2 separate regions of the Canis lupus genome follow, and region 2 is linked to region 1. The links are chromatin contacts, called in public Hi-C maps. All regions are on one chromosome and are shown on one strand. The core of a region is the stretch at or near the end of the contact, and the rest is flanking DNA. Distances in the headings are between cores, read along the strand shown. Region 1 holds the start of TP53INP1 (tumor protein p53-inducible nuclear protein 1). Region 2 holds the start of C29H8orf37 (protein C8orf37 homolog).

Region 1 (2,700 bases), core at 161-2,660:
TCCAAATGTCTGTATCTGCAAAATGTTTAAATAACAACTAGACCTATAATCTGCTGAAGACTTGTATGTGACAGTGAGTTGAGGTACTTACTTGTCATGTTTTACTAATAGGAAACTGAGGCTCAGAAATTAAGTAACTTGCTCGAAAGTGACAGAGCCGGTCAGGTGCGTAGCCAGCATCCCAGCATAAATCTGGGCGGTTCCAAGTGTCTTGCTTTCCCTGCACACGATTGCTCAGGCTCCTTTTCAGCCTCAGCTCTGGGTCTATGAACTTCAAAGAACAGTGCTTTTCAGTTAGTCTTGGCTGCCAGTAGGCGGCTCCAAAAACAACATTTTTAAATCAAAAAAAAAAAAAAAGCCAAGCCTACAACTTTGATGATCTAACTTCGAACTGTGTGTACAGTTGTGGCTTCTTGATAGTTTCGAAATATCAGGTGGCTGAACTAACACATCTTCACTGAAAAGCAGCCTCAAAATGTTTTTTCTCTTTATAGTCTACCCTATTTTAGAAAAATAAATATGCTGGTTCCGGTAATTTCAAACTGATTGTAAACTGCAGAAAAACCAAGCCAAGAAAGTTGTCTTTGCTTGTTCCGCTTCTACTCAGACTGTTCAACTGGTCTCACGGGGTTTTTCTCCCAGAGACCCAGCACTGTCTGCCCCGAAGGACGAATGACAATGGACAAAAGACAGCCGTGAGTGGGAATTCCTAGCCTCTTAACCTTACATTTTTAAAGCAGGACCATTCCCAAGAGAAATATGAGGGAACAATTGAGTGAGCAAGCTTCCACAGAGAAGAACAAAAGAGAGGATGAAAAAAGCAGAAGAGATCTTGGTCACATAAACTACGGAGGTCCCGGTTCCGGCTTAGGGCCCTTAAAAATCATGCTGCCAGTTGAGAATGATAGTGGCTGTGACTTAAAATCAAATGCTTCCCAGGGATTCTCACATTTGCAATGAACAAGGCATTTCAATGACCAATCAGATGATTTCAGGATCTTGGGGGAACCTCATTATTCCTGCTCAAGGACCCCATGGGTCGCTTTCTCCTCCCCTTTTCCAAAAGCACTCTGCATTTAGAAAAGGCCCATTTAGCAACCAATGCCCCATACCTGGGAGTTGCAGATGGAACAGGCTCTTCCTTCGCCTACCCTAAACTGGAATTAACACAGGAGAGGATGGGGAGAGGCAGTTGGGAAGGTCACTAGGGAACGAGGCATGCCCACGTAAAAGCCATCTGCACCCCTTTCCTCTCAATGGGCTGTGTGGCCTCCAGCGAAGGACTTACAGCCCCCGGGCCTCGGGTCCCTAACCGCGGGCTAGGACTGGCTGTCCCGGGCCTCGGGTCTCTAACCGCAGGACGGTACCAGCTGCTGAGCTCTCGGCGGTGGTCGGCGGCAGGGGTCACAGGGCCGGGGGTGCGACCCGCGGGCGAGGCCGGTCCCCGCACAGGTGCGGCAGCCCGGGGGCCGGGGGGCTCGGGGCCTGCGCGCGGGCGGACACCCCTCGCCCTGAGGTCCCGCGGAGGGGGGCGGGCGCGTCGGCCCCGGAGGCCGGGGAGTGGGGTGCGGGGCGCGGGGCGCGGGGCCGAGGCCGGAGCCAGGCCAACGGCCGAGGGCAGGGGGCGGGGGGCGGGGGGGGGGCGCAGGTCCCGCCGCGGGCACGGAAAGCGGCGGGGTTCGGGGAGGACGCGGCCGCGCGGCCCCCGCCCCCGCCCCCCGCACTTACGTGGGCCCGGCCGGCGGGGCGGGGCGGGTCGGGTCGGGTCGGGTCGGGGTCGGGCCGGGGCCGGGCGGCTGTGCGGGTGCTGCACCCCGGGCCGCCGGCCGCCCGCTCGCTCCTTTTGTTGTTGTGCTGCGCTCGGAACAGCTGATCGCCGCGCGCCCCGCCCCGCCCCTCCCCGCCCCTCCCCTCCCCGCCCCTCCCCGCGGGGCGCGCCAGCCGGGCCCCACCAATCGGCGGCGCGGGGGCCCCGGGGCCGTCCTGCCACAGGTTGTCACCAACGCACGTGACCTGGCGCCCGGCCCGGCGACGCGCTCGAGTTAGAAACAAGCCCGGGCAACAAAGCCGGGCGCCGAGGGGCGAGCGGAAGGGAGGGGAGGGGGGGAGCGGGGGGGAGGGGAGGGGAGGGGAGGGGGCGGCCCGGCGGGAGCACCCACGGGAACCCGCAGAGGCGCGAGCTACAGCCCCGACCTCCGCGACCCGCGCGACCCCCGCGACCCTGTGCCCCAGGCAGGGCGGGGTGGGGGTGGGGGTGGGGTGGGCCCAGAGGGACGGAAGCCGTTTCTTCTGCGGAGGAGCATCCAGGCCGTTGCGAGGGATGGAGGCCCGAGACCCCGGGGGGCCGTGCACGCCCGTGTAGGGGCGAAGCCTTCCCCGTGGCCCCGCAGACGCCGGTCCCGTCCTTGGCGTCCTGGGAAACCAAGTGTGGCTCCAGGTGGGGGCGGGGGCGGCCCGCGGAACCTCCCCTCGAGCCAGGCCCATCCCCCTGGGCCCCTGTGCTAACCCCTGTGCTAACCGACCCGGGGCAGGGGTCCCTGGCCGGGGTGTGTGTGTGTGTGTGTGTGTGTGTGTGTTCCCACCAGTGTGTGTGTTCCCGCTGTGTGTGTGTGTCTGTGTGTTCCTGCTGTGTGTGTGTTCCCACTGTGTGTGTGTGTTCCCGCTGTGTGTGTCTGTGTGTTCCCGCTGTGTGTGTGTGTT
Region 2 (2,714 bases), core at 175-2,674, 280 kb after region 1:
GGGATCGAGGCTGGGACCGGGGCTGGGATCCGGGGCTGGGATCGGGGCCTGGATCGGGGCTGGGATCGGGGCTGGACCGGGGCTGGGGATCGAGGCTGGGGATCGAGGCTGGGATCCGGGGCTGGGATCGGGGCTGGGATCCGGGGCTGGGATTGGGGCTGGGATTGGGGCTGGGATCGGGGCTGGGACCGGGGCTGGGGATCGAGGCTGGGGATCGAGGCTGGGACCGGGGCTGGGATCGGGGCTGGGGATCGGGGCTGGGATTGGGGCCTGGATCGGGCTGGGATCGGGGCTGGGATCGGGGCTGGGATCCGGGGCTGGGATCCGGGGCTGGGATTGGGGCCTGGATCGGGCTGGGATCGGGGCTGGGATCGGGGCTGGGACCGGGGCTGGGGATCGAGGCTGGGGATCGAGGCTGGGACCGGGGCTGGGATCGGGGCTGGGGATCGGGGCTGGGATCGGGGCTGAGGATCTGGGGCTGGGATTGGGGCTGGGACCGGGGCTGGGATCGGGGCTGGGGATCGGGGCTGGGGATCGGGGGTGGGGATCGGGGCTGGAGATCGAGGCTGGGACCGGGGCTGGGGACCGGGCCCGGGACCGGGGATCGAGGCTGGGACCGGGGCTGGGATCCGGGGCTGGGATCGGGGCCTGGATCGGGGCTGGGATCGGGGCTGGACCGGGGCTGGGGATCGAGGCTGGGGATCGAGGCTGGGACCGGGGCTGGGATCTGGGGCTGGGATCGGGGCTGGGATCCGGGGCTGGGATCGGGGCTGGGACCGGGGCTGGGACCGGGGCTGGGGATCGAGGCTGGGGATCGAGGCTGGGACCGGGGCTGGGATCGGGGCTGGGGATCGGGGCTGGGACCGGGGCTGGGGATCGAGGCTGGGGATCGAGGCTGGGACCGGGGTTGGGATCGGGGCTGGGGATCGGGGCTGGGATCGGGGCTGAGGATCTGGGGCTGGGATCGGGGCTGGGACCGGGGCTGGGATCGGGGCTGGGATCAGGACTAGGGACCGGGGGCTGGGACCGGGGCTGGGACCGGGGCTGAGGACCGGGCCCGGTCCCGGGGTTGGGACCGGGGCTGGGACCGGGGCTGGGACCGGGGCTGGGACCGGGGCTGGGATCAGGACTAGGACCGGGGGCTGGGACCGGGGCTGGGACCGGGGGCTGGGACCGGGGCTGGGACCGGGCCCGAGCGCGGGCGGGCGGGCAGTGGGCCGGGGCGTGGAGCGGGCGCTACGAGGCCGGCCGCCCCCTCCCGCCTGTTAACCTGAGGGTCTCCTCCGCCGCGGCCCGGTCCCGCTCGGTGCCGAGGACGCCGCCGCCGCAGCCTCGGGGCCGCCCGGCCGCGCCCCGCCTCAGGGGGCCTGGTCGGCAAAACTTGGACTCGACCTCGTCCAGGAGCTCGTCCAGGCCCTCCGCCATCTTGGACCGTGACGTCTTCCCCCTTCGCGTCGCGGCGACGCCGGGCGGTTTCCAGGGGCAACGCGAGGCTACGCCGAGCGCGCCCGGCCCCCCCCCGCCCCCCCCCCCCGCTCCGCGCCCGCGCATGCGCTCTCGGTGCCAGGGCGGCCCGGGCGTGCGAGGTGTCGGGGAGCTCGCGCGGCGGGGGGCGCGGGGCGCGGGGGGCGCGGGGGGCGCGCGGGGCGTCCCCGGGGCGCGGGGCCCGAGCTGTCCGCTGCTGCGGGAGCCCGCGGCGCTGTGCTTCCCCGCGCTGCAGGCCGCCGAGCTGCGCCCGGTCTCCCCCTCCCGGACCCAGGTCGTAACCGCAGTCCCGGGCTCCGGGCCTCCCTGGCGCGCTGCTCCTGCGGCCCCGCGGGGGTTCCCGGGCTGCGTCCCCGCCGCGCACGAGTCCCTTAAAGAAGGCGCGGGAGGGGCGGCGGCGAAGTCCTCCAAGCGGAGGCCAGTGTCGGCTGCAAGAAAACGAAGGGAGGCGCGGGGAGCGCCGCCGCCCCGTAGTCGGCAGGATTCGAACCTGCGCGGGGAGACCCCAATGGATTTCTAGTCCATCGCCTTAACCACTCGGCCACGACTACTGCTGCTGCGGGCTGCGGCGGCGAGGCCTATGTAGCGGCGCGGGCACGTGTCCGGGCGGGGCGGCGGGAGGCTCCCGAGCCCCGAGCGCGCTCCGAGCCCCGGCCCCGCCGCCCGCCGCCCGCCGCCCCGGAGAGCGCCCCGGAGAGCGCCCCGGAGAGCGCCCCGGAGAGCGCCCGAGCCCTTCTCCGCCGCCATCCGGAAGACTCGGAGTTGGTGCAGTCGGGGTTGCTCGGCGGGGCCGGGGCGGGGGCACAGCGCGCTCGCGGTCCCCCGGGTCCCCCAGGTCCCCGAGGTCGCTGAGGTCCCCGAGCCGCCAGCCCCGCCCCCCGCCCCGCCGTGCACCTGCCGCGGCGCGCGGGACCCCCCGTTCCGTGGACGCGGCGCTCGGACGCTCCCGCGACCCGGGTCACAGCTCCCGAGGCCCCAGTCCCGGCGGCGTGCGGCGGGATGCGCGCGCTGCCCCCCTGGGAAGCCCCCTGGGGTGGCCCCTGAGACGCCCGCCTGGGATGGCCCCCTGGGGTGCCTCCTGGGATGCCCCCCCTGAGATGCCCCCCTGGGATGCCCCTGGGGTGCCCCCTGAGGTGCCCCCTGAGATGATGCCCCCCTGCGATGGCCCCCTGGGGTGCCCCCCTGGGATGCCCCCCTGAGATGCTCCCCTGGGGTGCCCCCCTGGGGTG

The links. A called contact is a pair of places that touch in the nucleus more often than the background predicts.
Region 2: a Hi-C map of blood shows a contact between it and region 1, with 4 times the contacts expected there. The contact joins the promoter of C29H8orf37 here to the promoter of TP53INP1 in region 1. A contact is called at or near these places in 3 of 9 Hi-C or Micro-C datasets (amygdala and blood).

The regions. Positions count from the first base shown.
Region 1 is chr29:40,245,379-40,248,078 of UU_Cfam_GSD_1.0, forward strand. It overlaps TP53INP1 (tumor protein p53-inducible nuclear protein 1), which reads right to left and starts at 1,411. Exons shown (of 5, transcript XM_038579803.1): 1 at 1,113-1,411; 2 at 92-271.
Region 2 is chr29:40,526,861-40,529,574 of UU_Cfam_GSD_1.0, forward strand. C29H8orf37 (protein C8orf37 homolog) reads right to left here and starts at 1,425. Exons shown (of 7, transcript XR_005381266.1): 1 at 1,271-1,425. TRNAS-AGA (a tRNA gene) reads right to left here and starts at 2,036; the gene lies at 1,955-2,036.